3 separate regions of the Hordeum vulgare genome follow, and all the other regions are linked to region 1. The links are chromatin contacts, called in public Hi-C and HiChIP or PLAC-seq maps. All regions are on one chromosome and are shown on one strand. The core of a region is the stretch at or near the end of the contact, and the rest is flanking DNA. Distances in the headings are between cores, read along the strand shown. Region 1 holds the start of LOC123412942 (G patch domain-containing protein TGH homolog). Region 2 holds the start of LOC123410544 (sulfofructose kinase). Region 3 holds the start of LOC123411743 (tRNA(adenine(34)) deaminase, chloroplastic).

Region 1 (3,102 bases), core at 425-2,924:
CCAAACTCGTGGCTGAAAGCAGGCTTGTTGTAGCAAGCTATTGCATCGCCAATTGTATCAAATGTCATGCCCACATATGGAACAAGCGGTCGCAGTGATATTGCGTCATCATGTCCATCATCATTATCCCGTTGCACATCAGAAACATTAACCATCCCTTCCATAATAATTGCATTCCCAGCAGGAATGTGCTTCCTGATGTAGCTCTCATCATCATCAACTCCACCTCCAACAACCTACATTTTGTTTCAATGTTTCACAGGAAAAAATACGAAATTATCAACAAAAAGAAGGTAGAATGCTACAGTTTATATCATGCTACAATTGCTACTACAATCATCAGCTGCTTCTAGTAGAATGATCATATTTTTGGTCATGTTATTTGTAAGTTTTTCCCTCGCAGATGCAACATTTGTTTTTTTACTTTTCATGTGAAGAAACTTGTCAAACAGGGACAATTGTGACTAGCATCCTACATGAGCAACACATATACATCATAAACCATAGATTCATATCATGACTAATGCTTTCATATCATAACCTTTATGCAACATGGACATTATTTGAGAAATTTTTTGTTGCAATTCCTAAACTGAATTTCCTGAAAGCGGCAATTCATATACATTTAGTAAACAAAGGTTCAGTGAACAGAGTATAGATGGTGATGCACTACTCACATTGATGCATATGTCAGAACAAAATCAATAACATGGTGTTTTTTCAACTCAATTTGATGCATACTTTATGTGAATCTAGGGTTCGTTTGCAACTTACCCAAGCTTGTGAGGAGCTAGCGGAGGAGCCATTAGCTGAGAAGATAGGAGGGTTCCGGAGCTCCCCTGCAGCTCCAGACCGAATGATGCGCTCTCCAGCCAGTATTGGGGCCGATTTGGCATGCGTGCTGGTGGATGGAGCACCGGAGCTTCGATCCATGCATGGCGGCCGACAACATGGAGCTGACGATGTGGTCACTTGCCATTGCGCGAGGGAGGTGATCGACTTGCTGCAGACGATGACGTAGTTGCTTCCCACGCGTCGGAGCTATGAAGAAGCTGTTGTCTAGGAGCTCCTTAGGAGGTGAAAGCGGAGTTGCTGCACAGGAGGAGGTGCCGTCGGGGAGAGCTACAAGTCGGGGTCGAGGCGGAGTTGCTGCTGTCGGGGGGCTACCATCGTAGGAGCTGTCGCTGGAATCTCGCCTCGCCCTGCTTCAGGGCAGATGCAGAGGACGAGTGTGTGGGAGGAAGGGGAATTTGCTTCGAGCTCACAGTTTCAGGTGTCGTTGGAGCATCACAAGGACCAAACTTGTTTTGTCTAGTTGCATTGGGACACGTGTTGTCGACCGACCGTGTCGAACATACCTGGCTACTGACGGCTATTTCGGCGGCTGTTAATCCCGACTTAACAGCCGCGTGCCGCCTAGCAGCCGCCTCCATATATATCTTGTACGTATTCTTGTTCACACAATTTCAGAGTAGCATCTGGAGCGCCTTTTGGGCCTAGCCCATATGTGGTACTGTATTTCTTTTTTGATGTGGCATATGTGCTATTTATCGCCACGAGGGTACTCCAAGCTGGGCCAAGTACATCATAGTCTCGTCCGGATCTGAAAGGGAAAAAAGACCTATAGTCTCGGGCTCTCGGCCCACCCCTTTTACCACCGCGGACAGACCCACCGGCCGCCTATCGGCAATTTTCCGTCCTGAACCGTCGTCGTGTACCAGCCTTCGCCGCCAGCGAGCTAGGGCTTCCCACTCCTAGGCTCCCGCGGCCATGGCTTCCCACGACGACGACCAGGACCTCGTGGTCTACGGGACACCGATCGAGCGGGAGGAGGACATCTCCGCCCGCAAGCGCCGCGCCGTCGCCGACGCAGGCCAGCTCCGGGCCCTCCCCGCCTGGAAGCAGGAGGTACCCCGCCCCGCCACCCCGCCACCACATCCACTCTCCGTGTATCCTTTGTAGTTAAGCATCAGGGTGTATTTTCTCCCTTCTATGGGGTTCATTGATGGCGCATTAGTTGGTAATAGATTTCAGCTATGATCATTAGCAATTTCGTAGTTTAGCAGCAACGCATGCTAGTCTATACATCTGGGGCTGTCGGGAAAGCGAGTTGTTCTTCAATTTAGCGTTTATGACAGAATCGTGTTTAGTGTTTTCGAATCAATTGAACTTCTTTAATAGTGTTTTGTTGCGGTTGGGGATGCTGCAAATGTTCTTCAATTTAGGGTTTATTTGACGGAATCGTGTGGAGTGAGCTATGGTGATGTTCTGGTTTGTAGTAAGGTTGCCACGCTTAACCTTTGGCTTGCAGTTGCGGTGCGCCACACTTTCTTAGCCACATGGTCCAGATGTCATAGGCTCTTTTTCTTTTTGGCCCAATATTGCCATGCTTATGGTGACCATTTTGTTCATCACACCTTTTGTGGCAGCACAGTTTGCCTGATATTAGTTCTGTAGATATTTCCTTCTTTTATTACCAACTCGTTGGACACTTGGATTTTCTCTTCTGTTAGCATTGCCATGAAATTGTGTAGCATATGATTTGTTTTAAGTAATCATACCTCTTCTTTATTAAAGATTAGATGTGATTGGAGTGTAGGTCAGGGATGAGGAAGGACGGAGAAGATTTCATGGTGCATTTACTGGAGGCTTCTCTGCTGGCTTCTACAATACTGCTGGCTCAAAAGAGGGTATGTTGCCTTAAGATTACGATTCTAATATTTGACAGTATCACAGAAGAAATGAGTGGGATTATAAAAATGTCATTCACTTTAGGATGGACGCCACAGACATTCACATCTTCACGAAAAAGTAGAGCTGAGCATAAAAAGCAAAGCATATATAATTTTCTTGATGAGGAAGATATCAAGGTATGTAATGCTTTTTCTCTTCTACCTCACCTTCTGTATGAATTGATAATTTGCAATCATACACTGTTTTGTTCTATTTCAAATCATGGTACTCCATACTGGACTGCCCAACGTTTAATGTTTTGAGTGTGAATGCAAACACGCCATGTTCTAGTCATATATTCCCTCCGTTCCAAAATAAGTGTTGCAAACTTAACACTAAATTAGTATAAATTTTGTACTTGACCAACGA
Region 2 (3,102 bases), core at 340-2,839, 230 kb after region 1:
CCTAACAAGTGGTGGGCTGGCCACTGTGTTGCCAATAGGAACAATAGCCATCACATTGCCCCGGGGCTCTACTGCCTGTTTTTCCTGTCCTGGGTTGGCTTTAGATCCAACATGAGTTCATTTTGCTCTCTCCTGACCGTATTCCTCTCTCACCATATCGACAACAATTGAGTCTGGGTCTTGATCCTCCCTCTAGACTACATTCCCATAGGCCTCCTTCCCAGCAATACGGTTGCTTGCTCGGCCACCTCTTCTCCCTCCACGACGCCCTTGACTCCCACCAGGGCCACATCCAACCCGGACCGTCCATGAGGCTCGAAGATCCTTATAAATTGTTCTATCGATACTGGAAGTAGTCCCTCGGGAAACATTTCAGGGCAGCCTGGTAAAAACTTCCACCATATAGTTGTGTAAAGAACAAACTACTTGATTAGAAGAAAGATATTACCGTATTCAAACGAGACTCCATTATGTGATGTTACAGTCATAAATATTAACTAAACAATGGGTTACTTTATAGCTCAATTCTTGATATATTTCTTTCATTCCTTCAACATAATGTCTCCAGTAAACACTAATGCAGATTTTGGATGGATTCCATCTCCATGCTCTTTAAACACATGACCCAAATATCCACATATTGCGCGCCAATCAGGGAGACGCTCATACTTAACCCTATAGATTTGCCTCTCCTTGTTTCTGATTAGGGACACCGCATTGTAGAAATTGCCCGCGAAATCATAGGAACCATTCTCTACATGTAGCACTTCTCCTACTTTTGGAGCCAGCGAAGGAATCATATGATCATATAACTCCGAGACGTCATGGATCTGGATCCAAATATCGACTGTGTCCAGCTTGACCTTGGAAGGCTGGGTCACTCCATCATACGCGGTAATGATGACGGCGTACCCTCTAAAGTTCTAGGGGCCCTCTTGCATAACTTGTTCCCAATCACCCAAGCAATTGAATTGCATAGTGTATATATTTTCTTCCAGCGACCTGCAGTTCACCGGTTGTGCGAGATCCCATGCAGTTTGCATAATCCTGAAAAACCAGCCTTGACTGTAGACCTTGTCGATGTGCACCCACGCCACTGCCATCCGTCCAACGACATCCTTAGGAACGACGATTTCATCAACCACCACGTCGTCCATGTCATCCTCTTGGAGGCCGAGCTCCATCATCAATCTCTCTATCTCCGTTGCGAACGAAGAGCCGCCATCCGCAGCCAACTTGCCTCCAACTTCTTTAGCCATCTTCTACCTCTTACTCGATCTCGAAATCATCGGATATGACAGGAGGAAACCTTAGCCCGAGCCGCTGTGACAAGGAGAAGATTCCTGAAACAGATCGACAAGAGGGAAGAAGCTCCGATCTCAACACTGGCTAAGGTCTCCGCGGAAAATCAGGGAAAACACGAAAGTGCAATAACCTTGCAAACCTAGCCTTGGCGTGATGGTAGATGAGTAGGGTGGGCTGGGTGGGCTGGCCCGGTGAATCCATCATCCATATGATGTCCGGCCTGCCTTATCCGCAAGTTGGGTTGTGTCTATGGAAGATGGTTTCGCTTGGACCTCTCATCGCCATCAAGTTGACTTGTTTGATATACAGTTTGCATAAAGAAAATAAAAATGATGCTGACGCTGCTGCACATCCCTCCACTTCCGATCAATCCTTGCTCTCCTCCTCCCCGCCGGCGCCGCTGCCCGCCTCCCATGGCCGCCTTCGCCTCCGCCCCCCAGCAATCCAAGCCCCTCGTGCTCGGCTGCGGCGCCGTATCTGTGGACTACCTCGCCACCGTCGCCTCTTTCCCCAACCCCGACGACAAGATCCGCAGCCTCGCGCTCAAGGTCGAGGGAGGCGGCAACGCCGGCAACGCCCTCACCGGAGCCGCTCGCCTGGGCCTCAGCCCAAGGATTATATCCAAGGTAAAGGCCGCATCCATCCCGGCTTCCTTCACTACCACCACCGTTGATCTATTGTATATATGCATACTCACTCCTTGCTCTTACTGCTAGAGTAGGTGTCCAATGATGCACTAGGAAAAAACATTCTCAAGGAGCTGCAAGACGACGGAGTAGACACTTCCTATATGGCGGTATGATACGCAATGCAGTTGCCTTACTCCATTTATTCCATTCCTATATGCAGCGGCATTCATCCATCATAATCCTACTTCATGTATATGACTATCTGTCTATCTTCTTATTCCAGATAGCAGATGGAGGAAATTCACCCTTCACCTATATAATCGTCGATAACCAGACGTGAGTGATAAATCAAAAGAACAAACTGTGCTGTTATGCTGTTTTTATACAAGTGATCTTTCTTCTCTTATTCCTTACTACATTGTTTTGCAAATGACGATGCTACTGCAGATATAGTTAAGAGTGTTTTGCTCCTTACCATTGTTTTATTCCTCCTTGTTCGTTTTCAGGAAAACTCGTACTTGCATACACACTCCTGGTTATCCCCCAATGAAGCCGGAGGAGCTCACAAAGGAAAACTTGTTTGCTGCTTTACATGGCGTAGACATGGTGTATTTTGATGTTAGACTGCATGAGACTGCTTTGCTTGTTGCAGAAGAGGTAATATTTTCCTGCCACAACATAACGTTTTCATCTTATTATAGGTATTTAAGAAACATGAGTGCATACATAATATTCGACTTCACTTCCATACATTGGTGAGCAGACAATTATATCAGAAACGGAAGTCTTATGTTATGTGTGAATGTTGGCATGTCGCACAAAAGTCAATCCATTACTTTTCTTTCTTAATGTTGCAATTTTTTCTGTTCTTTTTTTCTCTCTCATCCACATTGGTGTTGAGATTGATCTTCGTCTATGGGACAATCCAGTGCAGGCAAGCCAAAGAAAAATCCCTATTTTGGTCGACGCCGAGAAAAAGAGGGAGGGATTGGATGACCTTCTGAATTTTGCATCATATGTTGTATGCTCTGCAAAGTTTCCTCAGGTTAGTTTTTCTATTTCAAAAGAGTATTACTGTTAAGCTCTGCTACATTATGTTGTATGCTGTAACTATAGCTACGTATCTCTAATTATTTATTGGCATTACCTTAGTCAAGGAGTTTGATAT
Region 3 (3,102 bases), core at 264-2,763, 170 kb before region 1:
ATATCTTGATCATCCTCCTCCATATACTCCTTTCTCCTTGTGTTCCGAATAACAAATCTTGCATCATCATTTCTAAGGCGCCTCCCATCTCTTCTCACATCATCCCCACTGTCGATTTCAAAATCCATCCTCCCTGTTCGTCGATCAAATCTTCTGTCATCCTCATTGTACCTGCCAGCTCCCACTCTTCTAGCATCAAGCACGTCCTCATATTCAGAATCCCTTCTTTCTCTTCTCTGGTCATGTTTCCTGTCATCCTCACTGTATCTTCGAGCACCAACATTCCTTGCCTCATCAGACTCAAACTCCCTCCTGTCTCTCCCTTCCATCACATCACTTCTTCGCCTGGTATCATCGCCGTCGATGTAACCCCTCTGCTCCAACCTCCTCCGATGATACCGATGCCTGTCATGTGCCCCATTCACATCCCTATTTTCCCTCCGCCGTCCACTGTACTCTGCTTCGCCGTAGTACTCATTTTCCACACCCTTCCTCTCACGGCAATCTCTACATATATCATCTTCTTCTTCTTTCCACTTCCTTCTAAAACTGGCCTTACCTGGCAGCTCCCACTGAGCGTGACCACATTCATCCTCATCCTCTTCATCATCCCAATCACTATGGCATTCCATCGAACAACTTCTGTGCGGCCACTGGCCACCCTCATACTCCCACACCTCCTGCCGCACCGCCCTCCCCAGCAACCTCGGCGTATCCCGATGTCCACAGCCAGTGCCGAGACGTAACCTGCCGCTGCCGTAGCTGCCGCAACCGCATCCCCGCGCCTTCAATCGCCGGCAACCCACTCCGAGATCCGACCGTCCAGCGCCCTGCCCGCAGCATCGGTGCCCGCGCCCCTCCAATCCCCAAGTAACGTGCTGAACATACGACCTTACACCGCCGCCACCGCCGCTGCAGCAGCAGCGGGCGGCCGCACGCCGGTGGCAGCAGCTGTGCGGCGGGGGCGGGGTCGGGAGCGGGGGGCGGAGCCGCGCGGAGAGGAGGAGGAGGTGAGTCGAGTGGCGGAGGAGGTACCCGTCAAGCAGGAAGCGGGGAGAGAGGTGAGGGTTGAGCGGAAGTAGCTCGCGGTGAGCACCGTCACCGTCGTAGTGCTGCTGGCTGCAGTGGTGCGACGGGGCGTAAGGGGAATGGGCGTTGTAGTTGTAGGCCGGCTTCGCGGCCCTGAGGGCGAAGGCGGCGGCGGAGTAGGAGCTGTACATGGCGGGACGCGGGACGCGCACGCGGCAGCCGACGGCGGTCCGGCCGCCGGTGAGTGGAGCTGTGGGCGTGGGGTTTGAGGTGGGAGTGTCGCCTCGGGCTGTAGACTGGATCGCCCGTGACCGGACGGACGCCAGGCCAGGGGGCTGCCAAAGCCAAACCCACCTGACATGCTTCCTCTGCTGTCCGATCGGAAATGGACGGCTCGGATTGAGCGCCACCGGTTCCTGACACTGGTTCAGTGAGCCAGCTGGGCGCATGCTGTGTGCCGGATCAGACATCGTCGTTAAATTATTTGCGTCACGCGACTGCTAGCGGTTTTAGCAGCTTGAATTGCGTGTACGCGACTAGTTTGCGTTTGGAAAAGGTGGTTTGCCGCGGGTCATGGGCGGCGCGACGACAAGATCCGAGATGTGGATGCAACGTGGGGTATCATGCCCCACAACATGGCCTCATCCTCACACGGCTTTGTTCCGTTTTAGTGGCATCAATGTTTTTTTTTCTAAATCTGATCTATTCATCAACTGTCAAGATACTAAAAAAACATGAGAAACAAAAAATTACGTTTAGATTTATAGACCACCTAACAACAATTACAAGCATTGAAACGAGTCGAAGACACGTCGTCTTCATCGCTCCTTCCTCGTCGGAGGGCAAACCTTGTTGTGGTAGATTGTTAAGGAGTCATCATGCTAAGGCCCCGCTGGAGCGGCCAATGACGGAGTGTGACCAAAACAAGGAGGACTTCATATTATACACACGATATACATCATTATTTATTATTTGTTGATGACTTGATCATTTCTGGGCATGTTTCAGTCCCAAGACTACTCATATACAATAGATCCCTCAAAACTTTTATAATGGTTTTGGGTAAACTATTAACTAAAACAAATCTGGTATTATATTGAGTAGAAATGTCCAGATCAACACCAAAGAAGCTGTCAAAAATACTTTTCATGTCAATGATACTCATGAAAACTTCGTTCATTTGCGTCATCCCTTCATTCTTTCGGCTAAAGACACATTTGCAACTTACAACTTTGTCGCGGATAAATTCAAGGCCAAATTGAGTGGCTACAAAGCCAATAAAGTCTCTCATGTTGGTAGGTTTGATCTTATAAACTCAGTCTTTTCCTTCATCCTTGTTTACTGTTGTCAAGCATTTTTTCAGAAAGCTTATAGCCAAACTCACTACTATCACTATACATTTTCTGGTGGACATGAATTAGGGATGAACCCAGCTCTAAGGGCCTCTGCCTCGGGGCTTGGAAAGACATTTGCATCAGCAAATGTGAAGGAGGTCTAGGCATTAGTGATATGCAAACAATGAATACACGCCTCGTCCTTTCGACTACGTCGAGAATTGCTGAAAATCTTGATAGTCATATTTTCAAAGTCCTAAAATCCAAGTATTTTCGTGACACTTCTGTTTGGAGAGCCAATCCTAATATCCCTAAATCATTCATTTGATCTCGGCCATGGTGTGCCCCAATTCTTTATTCTAACTCCTACTACATAATTGATGGGATTTCTTCTATTTGGAGCTCTCCTTGGTGCCCTATTTGGAACTCAATCTATGATCACATCATCATTTGACCAGGGTATTCTAGATATCTGCTAGGGTGAAATATCTTTGGCTGCCAAATTGTAAGGCTTGGAATGCTAACTTAATAACAACTATGTTTGGGAAGCAAGCAGCTAAGGCTATATAGCAGACACCTATAATTCTCATAGAAGGACATGACATACTATGTTGGAAGCCTCCTCCCTTGGAAAAATGCACTTCCAAAAGTGCATACAAGACAATCCTACAGTTTCTACAAGACCAGGGGAACCAAGAGCAAGACAAGTACTCGAAGATACAAAGATTATTATAAAATA

Evidence for each region. Hi-C and Micro-C count contacts between places; a contact is called where the count stands out from the background. HiChIP or PLAC-seq counts read pairs in DNA pulled down with a chosen protein or histone mark.
Region 2: a contact with region 1 is called in a Hi-C map of seedling, with 4 times the contacts expected there. The contact joins the promoter of LOC123410544 here to the promoter of LOC123412942 in region 1. A contact is called at or near these places in 3 of 6 Hi-C or Micro-C datasets (leaf and seedling).
Region 3: an H3K4me3 HiChIP or PLAC-seq map of embryo shows a contact between it and region 1, with 9 times the contacts expected there. The contact joins the promoter of LOC123411743 here to the promoter of LOC123412942 in region 1. A contact is called at or near these places in 4 of 6 Hi-C or Micro-C datasets (leaf and seedling) and 1 of 1 datasets of contacts at active chromatin or transcription factors (embryo).

Annotation. Positions count from the first base shown.
Region 1 is chr7H:152,150,910-152,154,011 of MorexV3_pseudomolecules_assembly, forward strand. It overlaps LOC123412942 (G patch domain-containing protein TGH homolog), which reads left to right and starts at 1,675. Exons shown (of 17, transcript XR_006613635.1): 1 at 1,675-1,908; 2 at 2,600-2,690; 3 at 2,776-2,870.
Region 2 is chr7H:152,384,727-152,387,828 of MorexV3_pseudomolecules_assembly, forward strand. LOC123410544 (sulfofructose kinase) reads left to right here and starts at 1,590. Exons shown (of 10, transcript XM_045103496.1): 1 at 1,590-1,931; 2 at 2,027-2,101; 3 at 2,218-2,270; 4 at 2,441-2,591; 5 at 2,869-2,979. The coding sequence starts at 1,635.
Region 3 is chr7H:151,977,074-151,980,175 of MorexV3_pseudomolecules_assembly, forward strand. LOC123411743 (tRNA(adenine(34)) deaminase, chloroplastic) reads right to left here and starts at 1,514. Exons shown (of 4, transcript XM_045104708.1): 1 at 1-1,514. The coding sequence starts at 1,499.